Linked DNA regions of Mus musculus: regions 1, 2, 3, 4 and 5 are each linked to region 6. The links are chromatin contacts, called in public promoter capture Hi-C maps. All regions are on one chromosome and are shown on one strand. Each heading gives the region's core, a stretch centred on a gene start, on an enhancer-like site or on the middle of the called end of the contact. The rest is flanking DNA. Distances are from core to core; before and after follow the strand shown.

Region 1 (4,044 bases), core at 241-2,740, 2.1 Mb after region 6:
CTAGGGTTTTACTGCTGTGAACAGACACCATGAGCAAGGCAACTTGTAGACAACCTTAGCTACCTCCGGAACACAGCTTCTCTGTGCTCTCAGGAAACACTTCTCCGATTTCACCTCGGTGATGCTGGTCTCTTCTTAATCACTGCTGATTTCTTAGCTACAGTCAACCAGCATCCATTGTCCCAGTAGTTCCTTCTGTTCTTGACCCTAAAGCCAGAGCCACGTGCTGAAGTTGCTGCTTGCTGGGGCTGGAACATGGCCCCCTTGTTCTATTACAGTATCACCGGATTTCTGTTTTCCAACTCCTTTACTGCCTAAGCTTGGCTGTCCTGGAACTTGCTCTGTAGACTGACTTTGAACTCAGAGATCAGCTTGGCTTTGCCTCCTGGGATTAAAGGGGCGTACTGCCATGCCCGAACCTAAACTTAGCTGTTGTGGTCTTGCCCCAAGGTCACCACATATTAAAATCCTTCTCCTCTGAAACCTCTAGAGCCAGGCTTCCACAGTTCAAATCACCCTCAGCAACAAAGTCTTCCATATTCCTGCTAGGATGGCTCACTGAGCCCCGCTTAGAGCATTCCACTGCTTTCCAAATCCAAAGTCCCCAAACCCACATTCCTCCAAACCAAAGCCTATCACATCGATACCTCAGTCGATGGTTACCAACTTCTGTCTCCGAAGTGACCAACAGCAAATACCCTTTCTGAAGGGGCTGCAGTGTAGACTCTCAAGTCCAGGACATGTTCCCTTTGAGTGATTGTCACTTGGAACAGGGTCTATTTGGAAAAAAAAAATTGGGTCAATTGAACTATGAGTATAGGGTCACCTTTAGGGGCAGTAGAAATTCTTTCTGACAGACTAGGAAAGGAGACCAAACCTGGCTTCTTTGATGGCCAAGGGACACAAAGAATCCCAGCCTTGGAGTGCTATACCAGTGCTCCATACTAATGCTAATAGCAGTGGCAGCCATGCACCCTGGGCTGCCTGCCTTCCTCTCCTCTGTAGACAGCTCGACTCAGATAGAGACCCCTAAAAGGGAGATGGCGATACTGTGCTATAAGGGAGTAATAGGATTCGTGGCCTTTGTGAAGAAGAAAGGATAAAGGGTTTTGACTATGGGTTCAGGGACAGGGGTTAACGGGAGGAATGAGATACCATTTAACCAGTGGAAAAGCAGGAAACACCTTTAAGGGCACTAGGCTCCACCAGCTCATATGGAATCTGCCCTGCAACTCGCATCTGGGCACGTAGGCAGCGGTGCGCACACCCACTACAGCCTAGGTCCTTATCAGCGGCATACACAGATCTGTAGTAGCCCAGGGGTGAAGGCGGGGTGGAGTTGGAGGAGCGGGACCATCCCGTGCATCTCTCTCTCAGAGAGGGTGGAGGTGGAGATTTAAGAAGATTGACATCCCAATGCGCCCCTCCTCCCAGCAGCTCCGGTCTCCAGCCCAGACCTAGAAGGAGACACAGGCTGGTGGCCACCAGCCAAATCAAGCTTGGGCGGCGAGGGAGGAGGGGCAGGGGCCCCGGGAGGTGGCCTTTGCGACTCTGGGGCCACTCCTGCAGACTCTGGTCCCGCGAGCGCGAGCTGGAAGCATAAAAGGTCCGGGCGGGTAAGGGCGGGCCTGCAGCAGGAGGTGGGCTCCAGACCGCCCCCCCCACCCCCCCCGCCAACCTGTTGCGGGGCGCAGCGGGCTGTAGAGATGGGCCGTTACTCAGGCAAGACGTGCCGGCTGCTGTTCATGCTGGTGCTCACCGCGGCCTTCTTCGTGGCCGAGCTGGTGTCGGGTTACCTGGGCAACTCCATCGCGCTGCTCTCGGACTCGTTCAACATGCTGTCAGACCTGATCTCGCTGTGCGTGGGCCTGGGCTCCGGCTACATCGCGCGGCGCGGTCCCCGCGGCTCCAGTGCCACCTACGGCTACGTGCGGGCCGAGGTGGTGGGCGCGCTCAGCAACGCAGTCTTCCTCACTGCGCTCTGCTTCACCATCTTCGTGGAGGCCGTGTTGCGCCTTGCGCGGCCCGAGCGCATCGACGACCCGGAGCTGGTGCTTATCGTGGGAGCCCTGGGGCTGGCGGTCAACGTGGTGGGGCTGCTCATCTTCCAGGACTGCGGCGCCTGCTTCTCCCGCTGCACGCGGGGTCGCCGGACCCGCCCTTCGCAGCAGCCAAGCCAGGGGGATCCTCGTGGCGCTTTGGGGTGTCCCCAAGAGGCTGCGACAGCCACAGCTCCTGGCTCGGGCACAGCAGTGACTCTCCGGGGGTCCTCGGCCGGAAGAAAGCAGCAGGAGGGCGCGACCGTGTTCTCTAATGTAGCAGGTGCCTTTCGGTTGCATCCTTCCGGACTGGGAGCACTTTGTTCTTCCCTCAATTCTCCCTCCTCCTCCTGGCATCTGGACCCCTTTACTCATCCACTACCTCTTTTTCGGCTCGTTTTCTTGACTGATTTATCAAAAAGTCCCTTCGCTTCTCTTCTCACTTAATTCTCCATCTTTCCCTCCCTCCTCGTTCTCCTTCCTTGCTTGCCTTCTCTCCCCCCTCCCCCGCCCCATTTTCCTCTCTTTCTCCTTCTTGACCCTGTAGTCCTTATCTTCCCCTCTCCTGTGGCAGTATTGATCTTGGAAATCAATTCTTAACTATTGGGCAACGGAGCATTTCCTATCCTGCCCCTTCTCCGGTGCTAACTGGATGTTTCCTCCCCTGACATCGGTGTCAGGGCTATCTCCTGCCTCTTGGGTATTGAGGATCTGGGGGATAGGTGTAGGCTTATCCTTGTCCCGTTTTTAATTTGAAAGCTGTGTGTGTGAAGACCAAGGGTGGACCTCGGGCTTCCTCTGGGTTAAAAGGTACCTATTTGGGCTGAGTGTAGGAGAAGCGGGGGACTCCTGTATGCTAAGAGGAATTGAAAATAACAAAACCGCATTTTGAGATCATTGGTTCTTTTTGTTTGTAGAACTCATACACAACACAAGGTTTCTTCTTTGAATGCAGGTGATTCCCTGAACACCGAGAATGAACCAGAAGAGACGACGAAAAAAGAGAAGAAGTCTGAAGCACTCAATATCAGAGGTAGGCTTGTCTGTGGGCTAGCTCCGGCTCCTTTCCCTGACTCACGGGTCTGTGCTGTGAGTACTTCTGCTTTTAGGAAAGCAACAGTGTGCTGGGAAGTGGGTCAGTTACCTGCAGACTATGACCCTCTCCTCTTGCCTAATCATCGCATTGATTCTGAGGGAGAAGCTGGTTGCTAATGATTTATCTTTGCTCTAATTAAGCCACGCTGAAGCTGCCTGTTCCTGGGCTGACCAGATCAGCGCCATGTTCCTCTGAGTTACACATATGTGTCATGTTCTCATGAGCGTCACCTATCAGTGTCATAACCTCTTGATTGCTACATATGTATCATATCCCACTGATCCCTAGATGTCCCTGTCATGGTCTCCCGAGTTCCACTGAGTACCAAATAATGCCATGTTCTCCTGACCTCCACATGCGTGCCATGTTTTCCTCATCTCCACATATGTATCATGTTCCTCAGATCCCCACATATCCTGGCCACGTTCTCCTGACTCCGACATTTGTGTCATGTTATTCTCATCTCCACAGATGCATCATGTTCTTCTGGCCACCACATTATCAGCGAAATGTTTTCTTGAGCTCCACATACGAATACCGTGTTCTCCCGATCCCTACATATCAGAACCATGTTCCCCTGACCTCCACATATGTGTCACATTCTCCTCAAATTCACTCACATATCATGTTCTGATGAACCTTACATATCAGTGCCAGGTTGGTCTCCACACCTCAGTGTCATGTTCTTCTGATCTCCACATATATGTGTCATATTGTCCTCATATTCCTATATGTATCGTGTTCTCCTGATTCCCACACACCTGTGTCATGTTCTTCTGATCTCCACATATATGTGTCATATTATCCTCATATTCATATATGTATCATGTTCACCTGATTCCCACACATCTGTGTTCATGTTCTCCTGATTTCCACATATGTGTGTCAAGTTATCTTCATATTCACACG
Region 2 (4,020 bases), core at 295-2,794, 2.2 Mb before region 6:
CATCATAATGGGAAATGGTAATTTAATAATTGTGGTTAGCGGGGGTGGGGGTGGGTGGGGTGTGTGTGTGTGTGTGTGCTGTAGAGATGGCTCAGTGGTTAAGAGTACTGACATCTCTTTCAAAGGTCCTGAGTTCAATTCCAAGCAACCACATGGTGGCTCACAATCATCTATATTGGTATCTGATGCCCTCTTCTGGCATGCAGACATATATGCAGGTAGAGCACCCATACATTAAAAAATTTAAACAAACAAACAAAATAATTGTGGTTAATTGTGGTGTGAGCTATTACATTTTCTCAGGATAAAAGACCATCTAAGGGATGTAGGACAGGCCCAGTGTGGTGGTAAAAAGGGTGCTGGATCCGTGGAGATGGAATTACAGACAGTTGTGAGCTGCCATCCAGATTCTGGGAATGGAATCCAGGGAGCCATCCCTCCAGCACACCCCCTACCCCATCCTGTTTTTTTTTCTTTTTTCTTTTTAAGCACAGCAAGTGCCTACTGTCTTGGGCCTCTCTGCTCCTTGTAAATCGTCCAACCCTGTGTGAAACCCTCAGCCTGGTCTCTGCTGCTCTTCAGGGGTTTCTTCCTGCCCTTCAGGGTACTTGGGACTGCTTTTAATTTCTGTGGTTTATTCTATCTCCCCTACACTTACTATGCAAGGTGCAGGCTTGTGGGTGCCTCCCCTCTCTGTTCATTGTGTCTCTTAAGACCTAGAACAGTGCCTCACATACACTACCTGCTTTAAATTTAAATTTAAAATGAAAGTTAAATAAATGGATGAGCGAGTGAATGGCTGCTGGAATTGGCTTCCAAAGGCAACAGAACCCACCCAAGTTCTGTTTTGAATATTTAGTTGCTACTTTATTGCCCTTTTAACCACCAGAGCAGTTGTTTGCTCTGTTCATCTCTGCACTTGAAGTGTACAGTAGCTCTTGGTCTATAGTAAGGGTGTAGTAAAAATTATTTGCCTCCCTCTTTAAAAAAAGGTTGATAACTGGATTCTGTAAAATTCTTCAAATTCAGAGGTGAGAAAGCTTGCTGTTATCAAGAATTGGCAAGCAACTGGGTAAGTGCTGGGGAAACAGGTCAGGAACTGAAGAGCAGAACTCAGTGGCTTTGTATTTGAGATGAAAAGTTATAGAATGCAGGAGGGTAGAGAACAGGCGTTAAAGCAGCCATGTGTGGAGACCTATGCCAATAATCCCAATGCAAAGAGACCCAAGTTAGAGGCCAGGCTGGGCTTACAGAGCAAGATCATACCACTCGCATACAAAGCGCATTCCACAGAAACCAACAATGATAGGCAAGGAAGGATGGATACAAAGTGAAAGAGAGACAGAAAATTTCATATGATAGGCAAGGAAGGATGGATACAAAGTAAAAGAGAGACAGAAAATTTCATACAGGGTGAGTAACTTCATGCAGTGGATACTAAATGAGGGTGAGGTCCACCTGCTATGCTCCCTGGGCACTAGTGAACTTCATTTCCCATCATGCATCGCGTCGCGGAGGTGGCGTTTTTGGACCACAACTCCCGGCATGCCGCCTATCCCAGCGGCGCGGCCCGAAGCTGGTTTGACGGGCGGAGCGGCGGCGGAGGATGGAGGCGGTGGTGTTCCTCTTCTCGCTCCTCGACTGTTGCGCGCTCATCTTCCTCTCCGTCTACTTCGTATCCTTGGTTGAAGCGGGCCGCGGCCGCCGCTCGTTCCCAGGGCTACCGCCGGGGCAATGGGCAGAGGGTGGGCCCGGCGGGCGCTGGCAGGTTGGGGTGAGGGGGCGGCGGCGCGGGCCCGGGTCGCGAGCGGAGGAGCCTCGCTGCGCCTCGGGCGGGCCTGAGCCAGCTCCCCCTGCCTCCTCTTCGCCTGCCTGGGCCGCCGGGGGTCCCCGAGAGAGCGAAGCCGTTCAGGGGCATAGCCGGCCGGCCTGAGGCTTTGCCGCCTTCTCTAGTCCCCGGCAGCACCCTTGCCCCTTTGTCCTTGTGGGTGTCTGCCCTTCTGGAGACTCCCCACACCCAGGAGATGACTCATTCCAAGAACTGGCGGTGTGCTTCCTTCACGTGCAGTTCTTTAGGGTTTTTGAAAGAAGCATCCACAAAGTGTTTCTGGTTGCCTTCCGCAGTGGACTATCTGTAAACTCAGTAACTATACCTGTGGCTTAATCCCCAGTTTCTAAACTTTATATATATATATATAAAATCCGTGTTAACATTCAGTATTTTCTATAGTTGTTTCTGTTACAGGTTTCAAACAGTATTTTCCAGACCAGTACATGGTGTTCTTCAGCCTAGCACTGTAGTAGTTGTGTGATGTGACTTCAGTACTCTCAGTCCTTGGGGGATGATAGTCTTTGTTACAGCACGCTGCTGTAATGCAGTAGTGTAATGCACAGACCACTTTTAAGTAATTAGATATGACTAGTAAAGTGCTCCAGGACCTGTGGCTGTTGCCCCTTTCCCTATGAAATCACGTCCTCTTTTCTGATCGAATTGAACTTTTTGTTTGTGCAGCCCTGGAATGGCTGCACAGAATATATTTCCCGCTTTTATGATGAACTGACAGTTTGTCTTAATAGGAAGAAACAAACTTTGGAACTATGAACCTTGCCCAGTACTGTATCTTACCTGCTTCGATTTTCTTTAGGATTGTAGATATGTATTTCCTAAATATACACAGTGAGAATTTGTGTCAAACACCCAGTGGCTGCCCAATTGAAATTATCTAGCAGCAGTTCTTACTTTGATGATTTCTCATGCAAAGAGCCCTGTGTTTTATTAGCTTTGAGGAACTGAATAAAAGGGCAAGATCTCTTACCTAAGTTCCAATGACCATTGTTTAGCTTATGATATAAGGGACCAGAGCTGTTTGACAGAAATGCAACAACAATTTTTTATTATTTTTGTAGTTTGGAAAATTTGATCATTAAAACAGTCTTGGTGTATAACAGATCATGTATATATGTACATGTTAGCTGGAATGTTGAACAGTGGTTACACAGTCAGGGCACATTTTGGTGAGAATTCAGATTTTACAGTGTTGTAGGATTGTTGGAGTAATTGCGTTACAGAGAGTAGGTGGGAAATGGTCAGAGTAGATTTCATGTAAACTATAGGAGTGTGTGGAATTAGAATAGTGAAGAAATCTACAGGGGAAAGGGGACAGATATTTGCAGTCACTGGTCAGAGCAAGGTGCAGGGCAGGCATGCTTATTTTTGTGTGATGGGTAAAGATCAGGAGCTCATGGTTCCTTAGGGTCATCATGAGATCAGATGGGAAAGGAGGGTTAGATCAGATGGGGGGGGGGTTTCATCCTGCAAGCAGTAGGGAGTCGCTGCAAACTTTTGACATAAACAAAATGACTTTAGGTCAAGGATACACAATTTCTGTTAGAAATAAATTCATGAGATTTTTTTGTTGTTGTTGATCTGAGGGTGTGGCTCAGCTGTAGAGTGCCTCCACAGAATGGATAAAACGAGGAAATACATTTATTTGGTGACAACAGTTAACAAGGTATCCCACTTGTGAAAAATGCTAAGACTGAAAGTAGACTGATTTTACCACAAAGTAACCATGAGAAGGGAAGCATCTTGATTGACTAGGTTTTATCATTCTACAATATATATATATATATATATATATGTTCAAATCTGTTATATGTGATAAAACATATAATTCTGTTTCTTTAAATGCTCAAAAGGCAATAGTTTGCTAGAAAGATGAATCTACAGAGTAGATTGAAAATGAGAAAGATTGGAAGGTAAACCAGTCGAGTTGAGAGTCTTCTGAATTTGAATTATAGTGTTAATTGTGTTGGCATTGACTGATTATGAGTATGTGGGGAAAGTGGTGAGTAGGAGGTATTTGGTTGAGAATATTTTACTTTTTTACTAAATTTTACCTTTTTTTTTTTTTTGAGACAGTGTTTTAAGTATCCCATCATAGCCTTGAAATTCAGATTCCTATGTAGCTGAGGGTGGACTTGAACTTCTAATCCACTCATCTCCTGAGTGCTAGAATT
Region 3 (3,587 bases), core at 686-3,185, 2.4 Mb before region 6:
TATGTGAGTGTGTGTGTATGTGAGTGTGTGTGTGTGAATGTGTGTGTATGCGTATGTGAGTGTGTGAGTATGTGAGTGTGTTTGTGTGAGTGTGTGTTTCTGTGAGTGTGTGTGAGTGAGTGTGTTTGTGTGAGTGTGTGTGAGTATGTGAGTGTGAGTGTATGTGAGTGTGTGTTTCTGTGAGTGTGTGTGTGTGTGTGTGTGTGAGTGCCAGCCAGCAAGTGCTTTGGAAGTCAAATGGAAACTTTAAGGAGCTGGTTCTCTCTTTCAACAGTGGGTTCTGTGGGTGAGACTCAGAGACGCAGCTGGTTAGGCTTTCGTGGTAAGCGCCTTTATCCTGAGCTTGAACCTTGAACTTCTCATCCTGTGTCCACATCCATCCACATCCGGAGTGCGGTGAGTACAGACCTGTATCACCATGACTGGCTTGTGTGTCACTAGGTATCGTGCACACTACCCAAACACTCTGCCAACTTGAGCTACATCTCTAGCCCAGGTCTTGTCAACTCAAACACTCTGATCCATCCCAGCCTTCTCTGGACCTTGAGACAACTGTAACCTGCAGAAGACCAGACATGGGAAGCCTTTCCTTCCCTTACCAAGGGCCCTAACCTTTTCTTTGGTAGCTGGGCCATTATCCTAATGACTGGGGCTAGATCCCAGGCCACAGGCCAGGCAGGTGTCAGCGTGATCAACAAAGGCAGAAATGAGGATGTGTGGGATGGGAGCCTGGAGAAGATCAGGCAGAGCCAATCTGAGGAGCCAAGTGCATAAATGACTGGGGGCCTACAACCAGGGACCTAGAGAAGCCAGTTGTGGGGTCCCTAACAAAGAAAAGACAAGGACAGAGGATGGCTCTGGGAAATTAACTGTTAGCTAGGTCTTAAGGGGTTGGAGGATGGGAGTGGGAAGGGACAGAGAACCAAAGAGGAAAGAGACACCCTGTTTCAGATAGTTGCAGGCTGGGCTAGAATCAGGACCAGGGAGGCTGCGAGAGTATTTTTATCTTTACAGTAGAAGATGAAAGCTAAAACATGGAAGTGAGGTCAGAGAAGCAGCAAAACTGTGCCTTAGGGAATGAGGATTTGCCGGGCATGGCGGTGTCAGTGTGGCAAGAACTCAGCAGCAAGCTTTGGTCCCACTCCTTTCCTTGTGTAAACCGAGACCTGCAAGTGGGTGGTTTGAGGCAGTGGCCCCTCCAGGATCCTTACTCCATTTCCCTAAAGATCCAGCGTCGGTCCTGTCCTGGGAGAGGGCGCAGAGCAGGTCCAGAGGCCGCTGTTATCTGGAAACCTCCAAGTCGCAGCCAGAACACACCAGACGCTCAGCGTGTTTGGTCCCAGTTGGCAACGCTGGTGACCCGGGGCAGAGCAGTAACGCGTGGTCCTAGGGAACGCTGGAAATGTTGTTCTTTATTTGGGGCAGGACAGAGCTTTGTAACTTTCAAGGTCCCGGCTCTCTTATGCGGCGGGACTGGGAACAGGGTAGGTCCACTGCGCCCTGGTGTTCCCCCGCCCTGAAATCCAACTGGGCCAGCTTAGAATTTCCTGGGGACATTCAATCACGAACATTTGCAGATGCTCTCCAACGCCGCAACTATCCTAGGCACGGCCCAGTGCCCTCTCAGTGGGGATGTGCTAGGGCACAAAGGAAAGGCAGTTCGGAGACGTCCTCTCCCAGCCTTGTGGGCGTTAGCTGGTCTGGTCCCGCCCCTAGACCTCCGTGAGGACGGCCACGCGTGGACCAGCGTTAGAGAACCACATTGGGGTTCACTGCCCGGCGCACAGAGCTCGAGGTCCTGCTGGGGCCGGCGCGAGCGAAGAGTCCAAATTAGGTAACGCGTGGACACAGTTCTGCGCATGTGCAAGAGGAGCCGGAGTTTCACTTTGTAACTTTTAAGTGGTGCGGACGCCACCCCGCCTCGCCAGGTACGGACTGACCACTCCCCCGGGCGCGCGCGCCGCGCCGCCGCCGCAGGTAAAGTGGGAAGGGGAGCAGAGATGGGGAGGTTGCGGCCAGCCCCTCCCAGGACGCGCCGGCCCGGGTCCTCGCGGGGCGGGGCGCCTCGGGTCGCTTTCCCCGGGGACTGTCTGGTGACAGTAGCGGGGTAGGTGGCTGGAGAGTGCCAATCAAGCCCCGCGCCGCTGGGACTTCCTGACAGCTCTTGGCTGCGTGGCGGATCCTTCCCTCCACCTCCTCGGCGGGCTTTGGAGTTTGTTTGTGGAGTCGGATCTCCCCGCCTAACCCGAAGGGCAGCGTCGGAGCCCTCTTTTCTTTAATTCCTTACGAGGCTAGACCCGGCTTGGGCGGGCTTCGTACTGTCCGGGTGACCACTCCCTCCTGCCCGGGTAGCACCGGGTGGAGGAAAACTGGGGACTTGGGAAAGGGCGGGAGGGGGAGGGAAGAGCTGAGACGGCAAAGAAACCACATCCGACAACAACTTACCCAGACCTGATAAGCCTGGCTACCTGACACCTCGGGTGAGGTGGAGTTGCTGTCTTTCTGTCCCAAACAGGAGCCAACAGCTTGTAGGGACTTTTGCAAAAGGCCTGGGAACATATTTTCTCTCCTGAAGCTTTGGCTGGGTCCCAGAGCCTGCCCTGTTGAGAGTTTGGGGTGCCAATGATATGGTGGAGTGCTGAGCGTTTGCGTGTACGAATATTCACTGGATGTGGGATGGTGGCTATTGCTAAGTGTGTACCTAGGCAGGGATCCTGAGACCACAGTGTCTAATTGCTGTTTTTAAGGCCCCCTCGCTCCTCGTAGTGATGCGGTTGGAATACAGCCTTTTGCCTTGCACATTCTAGGCGTGCACTTGGCTTTGAGCAGCATTTCCATCCCTTAGGGACTTGTTTGATTTCTTCCCTACACACACCCAGAGCCTTCTCTCTCTGGCTTGGCTGCCCCTTGGTGGGTGTGCTCCCATCTGCCCTCTCAGAGCGTGTTCCTTTGGGAAGGCAAGAACGGACTGGCTCATTGAAAGCCTAGAGAATGTTTCTGTAGCAGCCTCTGACTCTGCTGCTGCTGGGTGGGCACAGGTTGCTCCGACTGGAGGAGAGGGTCTCGGACTGTGGCTTCTGATCCCTCTCACTTGTCAAGCCTTTCTTGTTTGCTCTGCGGTATTTGATTTCCCTGATTCTAGCCCACAGGGGATATTGAGGCAGAGAAGCAGCCCTTATGTCTGCATGAGGCAGAATAGGCTACCTGGTTGAGGAGGCCCTTAGGCCTTCTGTTTTGCTTTTGAGGCAGGGTCTTACTATGTAGCCACGGATGGCCTAGAACTCACAGAGATCCACCTGCCTCTGCCTCCTGAATGTTGGGGTAAATGGGTGGGTACCACAACACTCTCCCTTCCTTAGTTCTTACCAAACTTTGTAGATTCTCTTGGGAAACCTGTTTGGCAAGAGAAAAATGACTTAGGAGTGTGGCTTGGCCACTAGGGGAAGGCAGCCACAGTTACCCTCCTGGGGTCAAGGCTTCTCTGTTCCTCCAGGCCTCTGAAAGAGCAACATTGGTGAGTCACCTTTCCTACCCACCCAGCACTACCCGTACCCCCCTTCCTTGGGACAGCACTCCCTCTGTGAGCA
Region 4 (3,801 bases), core at 226-2,725, 2.7 Mb before region 6:
GAAGACACCCAAGTCCCAAGCAGGACCAGTTTCCTGTTACGAGGCAGGCTGGTCTGAATGTGTTCAGAAGGCTCAGGGGGGGTTAGATTCTCTCAGAAGGCTAGGTTACTTTGTTACAACGTTTTACTTCCCGCCCACCTCCTCCCCCACTTACCCTGGGCCCAGAAGGGCCAGCACCCATGTGCTTCTCTTGCTCGCACTAGTCTTTCCCCTCACCTCTCGAAAGGTGGATTTTCCATCCTGCCCCTCCCTCCACCCCAGATTCAGCGGTACTCCCTACTGTCTATAAACTGGAGGCTGTAGCAGCAAACAGCTGGCTGCAAGGAGCCATTATAAGTTCTTTCCACTCATTAAGCAAGAGTGGAATTTTTGCCTGCATTTTACTGAGGAGAAGTTGAAGCACAAGTATTAAGCTTGCCTGGGACTGATACAAGTAGCAGCCCAAGTTGCACCCTTAACTTTCACAGCCTGCTGCCCTTTTCCTGAGCCTGAAGTCTTCCACTCTATTGCTCGCCCAAGAGTCTCATCTTGTCTTTCTCCAACCTGTGCCTCACATTCTTGAATGTGTTCTAGAAAAGAAATGAAAGCCTGCCCTTCGTACTACTTAAGACCTCGCTTTATTCTTTTTACCAAGCCCAACTTAGCCTGGGCTGGCCTGTCTAGATCTGCTCTCACCTCACTGAACCATCTTTAAACTTTTTAGTTTGTGGAAGTCACTCATCCACTCGTTTTTGTTTTGTTTTAAATTCTCCATTCGCCGACTACCCCCTCCTCATAAATCCCTGGAGAATAGACCCACCCCGGAGATCAACCACGCTTGTAAAAATAGTAGTTGAAAAGCCACCGTGGTTTAAATACTAGAAAGTGTTACAGATGGGAACCGTGAAATCTTTCCCGGCTTCTTTCAGCAAGGGAGGAATCCCCATCCAGTTTCATTACACTTGGCTAGTGTCACTTGTGTCTTCCCCAAGCATCCTTAGTCACTGTGAGGCTCCCAGCTCACTACCGGTCTCGGGTGGAGCGCATTAGAGAAAGAAAGCAGGACAGTTCACTAGCCCTCGGCCTACACCAACTTGGTGACCTCTCAAGGTCTCGTCCCGGCCGCTCGCAGCTCAGGTTCCGGCCCGGGCCGCCCGGACCCCGCGTCCGTGACCTGCAGGCGAAGCGGACGCCGCGGCCCGGGCACTCGGTGGGGGGGAAGGGCAGGGGCCGGGGCGCCGGAGAAACGCGATCTGGGGAGCCGAGTCCACGTTACTTTGGGCAGAGCCCCCTCCGTGCCAAGCGACCAGGAACCCAGGTCTCGTCCGCCGCGCCACCGGCCCGGGCCTGCGTCCCGCTCCCCTCGGGAACCGGCCTGCAGTTCCCGCAGCCGCAGCGCGGGCCGCGCGCCGGGAGCGAGCGCAGGCGAGGGGGGCGGCGCGGGCGGGCGCATCGGTGCTGGCGCCGCGCCCCCCGCGCTCGGCCCTACCGGGCCTCTCGGCGAGGCGTCCCCTGTCCTCCTCCGGGCCCGGCCCGGGGTGCGGGCGAGGCCCCGAGGCCCCCTCCCGCCGGGCTCGGGCGGAGCCGGACGGCCTGGCGGGAGCAGGCGCCGCGGGCCGCGAGCTCCTCATTCGAACCTCCCTCGCAGACAGTCTCCGCCCCACAATGCACCGGGGCGGGCAGCCTTTGAAAAAGCGGCGCGGCTCGTTCAAGATGGCGGAGCTCGACCAGTTGCCTGACGAGAGTAAGTAGCGTCTCAGAGCAGCCCTCCTTCCCGCCGGTTGCCCGTCCCGGGGTCGCACCGGCCGAGTCCGGTTGCCGGGCAGGTGGGATGGCCGCCAGCCCACCGCAGTCCCCGGCCTTCCTCCTCAGGCGCTGCCGCCGCGTCGCCGCCTTTGTTATGGTGTCTTGTGTGTCTGTTTCTGGGGTTGTGCGAGCGCCAGCGCCGGAAACCGAAAGCCCGGGAGTCCAGCCTGTCCTGACGGAGTCGGCGGCTGCTCTCCCGGAGCGACTGCTGTCGCCGGCCGGGGTGGGCGAAGAGCGGCCCCCCAGTTGCGGGCGCCGTCCTCCTCGCCCGCCCGGTTATGTAACTCGCCGGCCGGGGGCCGGGAGGGCTCGGGCTGGGCACCGGGGACACAGCCCCTCTTGGTGCCCCGGGCCTCCGATCTGATCCTCTGACGGCTCCTGCTTCTGCAGGCACTTGTGATCGCTCCCCCCGACCCCCCGCGTCCATCCTGGAAGTGTTTTCTTCCGTGTCACACAGGCTTGGCCCCTTCCCCTGGGACTACAGGTGGCCCTGGACCTTTCCGGAGATGATCCAGCCGGGATACAGTGCCGAGGTAGCCCCATTCCCAGTCTCCCTCCTGAGTGGATGTGTCTCTAGACTGTGGGGTGGGCATTACACACGGATGTGAGCACCGCAGCCCATATAAGTATGTTATTCTGCCTGACACCCACCCCTGTTCACTGCCTCACTTCTCCTTCTATACTCACAACCTCTGAGACGGATGTTCACCTGTCCGCAGACAGTAAAGCCAGCTACTCTGCGACCTAAGGACAAGGGAACAATTTTGTAATTTTCATATTGCACACATTATTAAAAGGCATTTTAGTTACAAAATGGTCTTGAAGCAACACGTACTCTGTGGTGTGTATTTGTAGCCCTTGGTCAACGAAAGGTTCGCAGGTGTGGTGGCGCACATCTTTAATCTCAGCACTCGGTAGGAAGAGGCAGGTGGATCTCCGAGTTCGAGGCCCACCCAGTCTACATACCAAGCTCCAGGACAGCCAAGGCTACACAGAGAAATCCTGTCTTGGAAAACAAACAAACAAACAAACCTCCAAACTGAGCAATCTGTATTTAGAACGATTGTATCATTTTTATGACAAATAAAGTAGTGGTTTTGTTTTTTAACCATTTGGTGTGCCCCAACAGGAAGTCAGGTCAGAGAAACCCGTTTCAAAAGCAAAGAAAAAACTCGAACTCTGTAAGATGTATCTGTGGGCAACGCAAATATGCCTTTAAAAGAGAGATAACTCTTAATTCTGTTTTCTTTGATATCGTGTATTTCTTATATTGTTAAGTCAGAAGTTCAGGTTGCCAGTATTCAGAATGTTTGTGTTTTAATTTTGATTTAGACCAGTGCTAAGTCTCAAAAGAACGTTCTCGATGGTGGATGGAGATGTCACTTTTCTAGTGTGCAGTGAGCAACCGGTAGTCACCTGTGACTAGATGGCTCAGGTGCTGCTCTTTTATTTCTATTTAATCTTGACTTATATTTAAATAGCTAGTGATTACTGTATTGATAAGGCATTATCTATAGAATATCCCTAAGTTTATCGTTCTTGTTTGGAGAATATGGTTGATTGATATTTACGATGCTTGAAAATATAGATAATTCAAGTAAGTAGAATGTTACCTGCCATCTGAAGAGATTTTTTTTCTTAAGCTGGGCACCGTGACGTGTGTTAACCTAACACATGTGAGCTAAGACAAAAGGCTAACTCTTAAGTTGGAGGCCAGCCTGGGCTGTACTGTAAAATGTTTCATCATCTGTAATGGGTACGCTCTGTGACTTCTCAGGGCTGTCTCACCTGCAGTCACACGGTTGTTGGTCAGCAGCCCACCAGAGCTGAGCCACTTAGGCTTTTCCTCATGCCTGTGGTGATGGTTAATTTTGATAGCTTGATTGCATTGAGAAATACCTAGGAGATCAGCAAAGCACACCTCTAGATGTGTCTGTGAGCATACCTTTAGGAGAAGGATTTTCTTACTTGTTCTTTGTACAAACTTAGGGTTTACATTGAGGTTCAGATATTAGC
Region 5 (3,953 bases), core at 624-3,123, 2.2 Mb before region 6:
CTCCACACACACACACACACACACACACACACACACACAAAGCAAAACCAAACAAAACCAAAATCCCTGGTCTGGTTGCCTTCAAATTCGCCTTGACTCTAAGAAACTGTTGCTTGTTTACTGTCAGCTCCTGGCTCTGCCACCTTCACTCAGCTCCAGGACACTCCCACCAACCCTACCTCAACTCCCTCAGCTTTTCTTTCCTGTGTGTTCAAAACAGATGCGTTTTGGTTGGACCCGCTGTCTACCTTCACCCTACATTAATGACCACCCAAACTGTATTTGAAAACCAATGATTCACCAGACCTGACATCACATTTTCAAAAGAAAACCTTCTGGGTTTTGAAGTGGGATTTTACTAGTGCTAGGCCTCTAGTGTGTACACACACACACACACACACACACACACACACACACACACACGGCCTCTGTCTGCATGACTTCCACTGGGTATCTGACTTCATTATTCCCATCAGATTTACTCGACAGCCTCTTTCCAAATTATGCCAGCCCCTTAGTTCCCATAAACACTTGTAGGCGACTGTCCTTCCTGATTGGTAGTTTGCCTGGGCTGCTGTCGGTCAGGGGTGGGGGTGGGGAGGTGTCCCACAAAGATGCCTCTGAGACACACTTGAAAAACAAATCCTCCAAGGTTCATTATTTCCACCGCTCTGATCCACCCCTCCCCCAGCATAAACAACCTCGGTGTCCGCCTTCCCGGACAGACAATCCTGCTCTGGAGGTGCGCGGGGAGGGGTCGCCCTGGGTTTCCACTACCCCTCCCCAGCCCAGGCGGCTCGGCTGGCCTTAAGACATCGGGCCGATTCCCTTTCCTAGACCTCCCCTCCACCGCCCCCCCCCCCAGGGCTGTCTGTCCCCGGCCTCCTGCGCACTGGGCCCCGGGGTCCCCGCAACCCACCCGGCCGCTCGGCCCCGGCCTGGCCCTCACCAGTTGTAGGACGGACACTTACTTGAGCCCTAGGCCATTGAGGTGCTGTCCTATGAGCCTAATGACATCCTCATCGGACTGCGAGAGCCGCTTCTTCTTCTTGAGGCTGCTGCCCAGCTCGGGGGTGGCCTGGGCGGCGGCGGCGGTGGCGGAGGCCGCGGCGGCCCCGCCGGGAACCCCGTTATTGACACTCAGGCTGTTGCTATTGTTGCCAGCGGCGGAGGGGGCGGCAGGCAGGAGCCCGTTGGCGTGGGCCAGGTCCCCCGCGGACGTCGCCGAAGGGGACGACTCCCCGTTCTGCGCCGACAGGCAGGCGAGCTCCGGGGTCTGGCCCTGGCCCCCGCCGCCCCCGCCGCCGCCTCCTCCCGCCCCGTTGGCCTGCATGGTGCCGCCGCTGACCAGGCTGTGGCCGCTGCTCCGCTGCGGGGCGGCGGGGGCGGCCGGAGGCAGTCCCACCACCACCACCACGGAGGAGGAGGAGGAGGAGGCGGCCGGCGAGGGCGAGGGCGGGGGGGGGAGGCCTGCTCGGCCCGCCGAGGCCCCGGGCTCTCCTGCTCCCTCCGCCGCCGAGGCTCGGGGCTTCTTTCGCGGGGGCGGGGAGGCTCCGCCGGCGTCCGAGTCGGAGGAGGAGGAAGCGGAGGCCAGAGTTTCCTCGCCGAGAGAGGCCGTGGTGGGAGGCCGGCGGGGCGCGGCGGGGGTCGGCGGGGCGGGAGGAGGGGGAGAAGGAGGACCGGGCCCTTCCCCCCCCCTCCGGAGGCGCTCGCGGCGCGGCCCGGGGGCTCGCGGGCACTGGGGGGGGCGCGGGCCCGAAGCTGGGAGCCCGGACGGCGGCGGCGGAGGCGGCGGCGGAGGCAGCGGCCGCCTCGGTGCTGGGTCCGCGCCGCTCCGCTCCCTGGTGTGTTGATTCTTCCCCCAGCTGCTGTCTAATGGAGTCCGGGCGCTGGCGTCACAGGAAATGCCTATACTGCCCTCCTCGCTCACTTCCGGCAGCAGGTATGGAACCTATAGGGGGCTGTCACCCGGCACGTGTGTGTCCGGCGGCCGGGGTGAGGCCGTGGGGTGAAGGCGAGGGCGGCCGGGGGTGGGGGTCCGGCCCCGGCGGGGAGGCGCGACTCAGCACGACCTGGCCCGCCTGTGCGAGGCCGCCCTGGCTCCCCGGGTCAGGCGTGCGAGCTCGGCCTGCAGTAAGTTCGCAGCCTCGCTCCGGGGCCCTGCAGGGTGGGAGGCGGAGATCACGTCCTCGCCCTGCACCCTGAGTGACCCAGAAAGGAGCGAGCGGCCGGCGTGGAGGGGGCCGCAGACGCACTGGCACGGGCCAGGGTGGGGCCGCCGGCGGCCTGGTTTTGCAGCTTGTGACTTCGAGCACAAGGGTGTGCTAGGCCCCTGGCCACCGGCTTCTTGCTCTGCACTCAGGATTTAACCACTGCCTCGGTTTAGGGTGGAAACACTTGAACTTGCACAGCCAAGCACCACACACAGTTGTATCCGTGTCAGTCCAGGACAAGGGAGATGACAGCAGAGCTGAGTGTGCTCCACCCTGGGAAGGCGAAGTCGGCCGTAAACTGCCTTCCCTCTGGGAGGAAAAACAACAACTCGTGGGGGCAAGACGTTTCAAAGGCTGAGGGTGTGTAGAGGCGCTTTGCTTTGGAGTTTTACTAGGTTTGTTTTGTCTTTCTTTTAAGTGCTCGCTCAGATGTCTTGTTCCTGGTTCCTGTACCTCTGACCGAGGGGTGGGATTGGGGCACCGTTTCAGATTCTGGTTTGAAATTTTCAAGTGGCCGGAGTTTCACTGTCCCAGCGCTTTAAACGGCTTTCTTGAGTGGAGAAACACAGCAGCAGAGAACTGAGTAACTATGTTACTCTGTGGCAAATGGTCCATGGGGCCCTAGTCAGTTTCATGGACTTGGGTCGTAGCATGTAGACCTGGTGTGGACAGATATTTTTCCTGACGTGACTTCCATTTGGGAGGAAAACAACAACAAAAAGACCAAACAAACAGACCCAACAGCCTTAAGCAATACATCTTATGTCTCTGAAATTTACAACACTCACAGCTCAGTAATTTTTAGGTCTTTGGGGACAGCCTTTTTTAAATTTAGAAGTGTAATAAAAATTAGCCTATGATTTGTCAAGAATCCTGAGCTCTCTTCATCTTGAGACTGGGAAGAGAGACAGAGACCAGGGCAGTCTTACAGAGATCTAGCATTGTGGCTGTCATGCTTTAAATATGCTTTCAGGTGTCAGCTGTAATTGCAAAGTGACTCACATACGGTGTTTGTATTCACCTGAGACAGACCTTCATTTTAGCTGAGGTTCATAGGGCACAGACAGTATATCCAGCAGAGCCAGAATTACTAGATAGTCAATGCCCTCATAGAGCCCTGTACAGCAACTTTAGAAATCTCATTATCATGAAGGTTGTTAGTGTTTAGGCAAAATTTACTTTCTGAAAAATGGTTTATCGTAATCTACTGGTTCCTAGCAACCTTCAGGTGGATCAAGTCAGGAGCTTAGTTTGAGTAAAGTCTGTAGCTTTTATAAAGAAAAGGACCATTTAACTATAGGCCAGGTTTCCACTCCTTAACAAAGGGGGAGAGGAGAGGAGCAATGACTAGGACTTCATCACCATCCAGGCTCAGTGCGCACATCTCAGCTTTTCACCTCAGAGTAGCCTAGATGCCTCTTAGAAGTTCTTGAATTTATGAAATCCATATGCATGTGCCCCTTTTATCTATAGTAAAACATTGGGAGCTTATTGTCTGACTCTAGAGCCTTTAGAGACAGGTTTCGGCTCCACTTGCAATAATTTTGGAATACTGTTCTTCACATTCAGAAGGCTTTAGTAACCTCATGTTACCCACATGTTAAAAAAAAAATGTATAGTTGTCTTGCATTCCCTAGTGGATCTGGTCTTATCTCAGTCTTTCTTTTTGGCTAGCTCTCTTTTAAAAAGCCTTTTGTTTTTATTTTATTTTTAGTTAGCTCATAAATTATGTGTTTCAGA
Region 6 (3,901 bases), core at 1,297-3,796:
TATGTGACTAGGTCAGAAGTTATCTTCTCATTTAAAATGCAGATCTTTGGCTGGACATGGTGGCACTTGTCTTTAATCTCAGCACTGGAGAGGAAGAGGCAGGCAAGCGCTCAGTGAGTTCTGGACCAGCCCAACCTATAATTGCATTCCAGGCCAGCTAGGGCTGCACAGTGAGACTCTGTGCAAATGATGGATCAATCAATCAATCAATCAATCAATCAATCAATATAAATACAGAGCTTCCACCACAGCAGCAGGAGCAGCATTTGCCAAATGAAATTAACAGTGCATTAAAGGGCAGAGACGTGGGGTAACAGAAAGCACACTTTGTCTAAAAGCCAATTAGCAATAGTACAACACGTCTTTAAAATACAGCTTCAAGGGGCAAGCATGCATTTAGAAGGGCTAACTTGAGCCGGACGTGGTGGAGCAGGCCTTTAATCCCAGCACTTGGGAGGCAGAGGCAGGTGGATTTATGAGTTCGAGGCCAGCCTGGTCTACAGAGTGAGTTCCAGGACAGCCAGGGCTACACAGAGAAACCCTGTCTCGAAAAAAAACAAAAACAGAAACAGAAACAAAAAAGAAGGGCTAACTTGGTCTTTAAAGCTAAAATAAGATGATTTTCAGATATGCCAGCATCCTAACTCAGCTGAGACTGAGCAAGAAGCCAGACTAAAGGAACTTAGGACTGGGGATTCTACTCAGATTGGAAACAGCACTGTTTCTGGTCCCCTCCTCAGATTCTTGAGAAGGTACAGTAACGTATCAATGTCAGTATGTACCACTTATCATTTATGAGTGACATGCACACCGAGTGACACCTCTCCTGACACCTGACACCTCCATCACAAGCACTTCCTCTCAGCGACACACACCTGGGCCCTGCTTCTTCTATCATTGCCTCTTGTGTTTGGCTACATTTGTTTGGGCCTGGGCCACTCCTCAAGTTACACTATAACCCGGAACTCTTCCAACCCTGAGCCCCAGTTCTGAGGCAGCATCAGTGATACGGACCTCCCACGCTTTGAGGAACTCAGGTAGGACAGTGCCTGACAGCAAAGAACAGAAGACGCTTGACAGCAGTCAATGACCAAATGGTAGTAGGGCACCAAATGGTAGTAGGGCATGAAAGGGAGAAGTCGCCGTGGTGCCTTTACCTTCGTGGTTGCTTTACCTTCGCTGTTTATTTACAGTGGCCCTGGGTTACAGCTAGGACCTAGAATCTCAGCGACATAAATTACAGGCGCCCCTTTTTTTTCTTTAATGGTATTGGAGTAAACCATTCAAGTTATGCATTTTGCTTTTTCCTTTTTTTTTTCATAACACCAATTGAAATACAAATGGCTAACCTGCACTCTTCTTAGTCTTTTAGAATGAATACTTTTCTGAATGGACTGCTGTGATTTGTGAAGGACATCGTCAGTGAGTTACAGTTTCTGGAAACCAACCTAAAAACAGTATTATTCTGGGTAGGAGTAAGTCCCAGCAACATAGGGAACTAAGGAAAGGGCTGGACGGGTTCCTGAGACCCTTGGAGTATTTATTATCACCGTTACAGTAGTAGCCCTCTTCTAATCCTAACCTTCCCCATGGCCCACCTCCAACCCTGGCACCTCCAACCTAGGACTAGGGCGCGACTGCGCACAGAGAAGGCGGCTGCGGTTCTCAGGTAGTGACAGGTGCAGTAACTTGGCTGGTTAAAGAACGAAAGATTTTGACCTTCCCGCAGCCCTGCTTGGGAGCTGGCAAAAGGCTTCTATGCAAAAGAGCGACGGGACTGAAGGAGAAAACCGGGGAGACCACAGAATGCACTGCTTGCTTGGCCTCGGGATTCATCCCAAACCTAAACTCCAGTTCCTCTGGTTCCAAAGATGATGTGAGCTGGTCCCAATGCAGCCAAGAGGGCAGCGCCGAGGTGCCTTCTGGAGGAACCCCGCCGTCAATCGGCCGCTAGGATTGCGCCCCAGATCTCTAAGCGCGTGGATCTCGGTCTTGAGTGGACCCAGGTCCCCGCGGCCGGCGTTAAAACGCTCTTGGCTGCAGCATGGGGCGCCCAGGATGCGGGGGCGAGCCACCCCATCACCCTGGGAGCCCAAGGGGAGTGCGGGGATAAGGAAGCAGAGAGCAGCACCCTGGAAACCCGGCTGGGTCTGCGGCGCCCCCCGGCAGGGTCAGAGGAGCAGAGAGCAAATCCGGCAACAAGTGGTAGGCACGGCCTCTATGGCAGGGCTAGCCGGGCGATAGCCGAGTAAAGCGTACCAGCGCGGGCTCCGCGGGCCTGCGACCCCCTAGGCCAGGTGCCGGCTGTGGGACTCCGACCCGCGCAGCCACCGCAGCCACCCGGGAACCGGCCGCCCGCCCCGCCACCCCGGACTCACTGCTGCACTCTTCGTCCCCGCACACTTTGAGGTCCGAGAAACGCCGTCCGTGGCTGAGATCCGACTGGCCCGGGACCCACCAGAGCGCCCCCAGCACGAACAGCCAGAAGAGCAGCCCCGGCGCCGCAGCCATGTTGTGGCCACCGCGGGCCCGGGTGACGCGGAGGCCGCCGGCGGGCGGTGTCGGGGGCGGGGCAGGAGCGGGCGGTGCCGGGGGAGGCGCCCAAGAGGCGGGCTGCTGCGAGTGACACGTCAGCAAGGGCTCAGCAAGGGATGCGCGGTGACTTGGAGGAGGCCTTGGCGTCCCTCCCGAACTGCTACCTTGACGACCGTCAGAGGCACCTTCCCCTCGCCCAATCGCAAGCCTCGACTCGGGCGCCTTCACAGACGACCCTCCGCGTCACCAGGTTCGTCACTCCGCATCTCAGCGCCATCCCAACAGGTTTTTCGTCTTCCTCCTACAGCTTCGGATTTCTGGTCCATGCTAAACAGCCATCTCTCTCCATCACTTCTTCCAACTACCGCTTTTAGTTCTGAACCGCCAAGTCCCACACAGGACTGGACACAGTGTGTAACTGATCCATGCACAACCCCCGACCCTAACACACACACTTCAAACTCCATGGGGTTCTTTGGGACCTCCATGGCTCTCTTTTAGTTCAGTGGAGTAGTGGGTGAGACAGTAAATTAGAAAGTGTCATCCTTTAAGGAGAGGGGTGGTGGACAGTGATCCTCTGCCCACGATCTTCAGATTCCTGTCGCTGTCCATAAAGGACATAAGAACATAAAGTCATTTAGTCTAGCACCAACGTGTTCAGCTTCCATCTCCTTTGACAGAACTGTAGGCCAGACCCACTCCGTGGCACACCCGAATGCCCTCATGTTGCCAATAGCTACTGTCTCAATGTTCTCCTTAAGCTTCCTTATAACTCCGTATTTCCAAGTAACATGCAATGGCTTTACCACAGACTGCCCTGTCTCTCTGTCCCTTTATCCTGTTTCCTGGCTTTCTTCCCCTCTTCTGTTAGGTTCACTCAAATAGAGCAGCCCACTCCTCCCACCCCTCAAATAACTCTATAGGAGCTATTGTTTATGTGGTGCTGGAGTCTGGGCGTGCTCACCGACAGTGCTGAGCTACATCCCCACTCTAACTTGTTTTGTTTCCGCTTGTTCTTCATTGCCTAGGGAGGTACCCGGGTCTTGTGATGTGCTCAACAACAATCTGCTGCATGAACCACAGTCCCGATGTAAACACACACACACACACACACACACACACACACACAGACTCCATGGAGTTCTTTCAGACCTCTAGTGCTCTCCCCACAGCAGCATCCTCAACACCAAATCTGCAGATACGTTTATTGTTAGATGGGGACATATCTGTCAGAGCGACTACATTCTCACCCCACTGTTTCCTGTTGTTCTGGGTGCCACCGGGGTATGAAAGCACACCAAAGTAATTTAAACGTCTTCTTATGTCTACAGAATAGAATTAAATAACATTCCATTGGTAGAAAAAG

The links. Promoter capture Hi-C pulls out the DNA fragments that hold promoters and counts their contacts.
Region 1: a promoter capture Hi-C map of hippocampal neurons shows a contact between it and region 6, with 22 times the contacts expected there. The contact joins the promoter of Slc30a10 here to the promoter of Mia3 in region 6. A contact is called at or near these places in 2 of 39 promoter capture datasets (hippocampal neurons and liver) and 2 of 115 datasets of contacts at active chromatin or transcription factors (astrocytes and forebrain).
Region 2: a contact with region 6 is called in a promoter capture Hi-C map of liver, with 11 times the contacts expected there. The contact joins the promoter of Cnih4 here to the promoter of Mia3 in region 6. A contact is called at or near these places in 3 of 39 promoter capture datasets (hippocampal neurons, liver and pre-B cells) and 1 of 115 datasets of contacts at active chromatin or transcription factors (astrocytes).
Region 3: a promoter capture Hi-C map of liver shows a contact between it and region 6, with 8 times the contacts expected there. The contact joins the promoter of Tmem63a here to the promoter of Mia3 in region 6. A contact is called at or near these places in 2 of 39 promoter capture datasets (liver and pre-B cells).
Region 4: a promoter capture Hi-C map of pre-B cells shows a contact between it and region 6, with 8 times the contacts expected there. The contact joins the promoter of Lin9 here to the promoter of Mia3 in region 6. A contact is called at or near these places in 2 of 39 promoter capture datasets (liver and pre-B cells).
Region 5: a promoter capture Hi-C map of hippocampal neurons shows a contact between it and region 6, with 16 times the contacts expected there. The contact joins the promoter of Wdr26 here to the promoter of Mia3 in region 6. A contact is called at or near these places in 2 of 39 promoter capture datasets (hippocampal neurons and liver) and 1 of 115 datasets of contacts at active chromatin or transcription factors (astrocytes).

Annotation. Positions count from the first base shown.
Region 1 is chr1:185,453,358-185,457,401 of GRCm38.p6, forward strand. It overlaps Slc30a10 (solute carrier family 30, member 10), which reads left to right and starts at 1,491. Exons shown (of 4, transcript NM_001033286.2): 1 at 1,491-2,322; 2 at 2,995-3,072. The coding sequence starts at 1,707. Gm2061 (predicted gene 2061) reads right to left here and starts at 2,211. Exons shown (of 3, transcript NR_040305.1): 1 at 1,679-2,211; 2 at 648-776.
Region 2 is chr1:181,149,387-181,153,406 of GRCm38.p6, forward strand. It overlaps Cnih4 (cornichon family AMPA receptor auxiliary protein 4), which reads left to right and starts at 1,545. Exons shown (of 5, transcript NM_030131.3): 1 at 1,545-1,675. The coding sequence starts at 1,607.
Region 3 is chr1:180,940,583-180,944,169 of GRCm38.p6, forward strand. Tmem63a (transmembrane protein 63a) reads left to right here and starts at 1,936. Exons shown (of 23, transcript NM_144794.2): 1 at 1,936-1,977.
Region 4 is chr1:180,639,675-180,643,475 of GRCm38.p6, forward strand. Lin9 (lin-9 homolog (C. elegans)) reads left to right here and starts at 1,476. Exons shown (of 15, transcript NM_001103182.2): 1 at 1,476-1,723. The coding sequence starts at 1,645.
Region 5 is chr1:181,210,105-181,214,057 of GRCm38.p6, forward strand. Wdr26 (WD repeat domain 26) reads right to left here and starts at 1,874. Exons shown (of 14, transcript NM_145514.5): 1 at 972-1,874. The coding sequence starts at 1,333. It overlaps Gm38664, which reads left to right and starts at 1,332. Exons shown (of 6, transcript XM_011238899.2): 1 at 1,332-1,395; 2 at 1,706-1,942. The coding sequence starts at 1,332.
Region 6 is chr1:183,367,019-183,370,919 of GRCm38.p6, forward strand. It overlaps Mia3 (melanoma inhibitory activity 3), which reads right to left and starts at 2,547. Exons shown (of 26, transcript NM_177389.3): 1 at 2,379-2,547. The coding sequence starts at 2,511.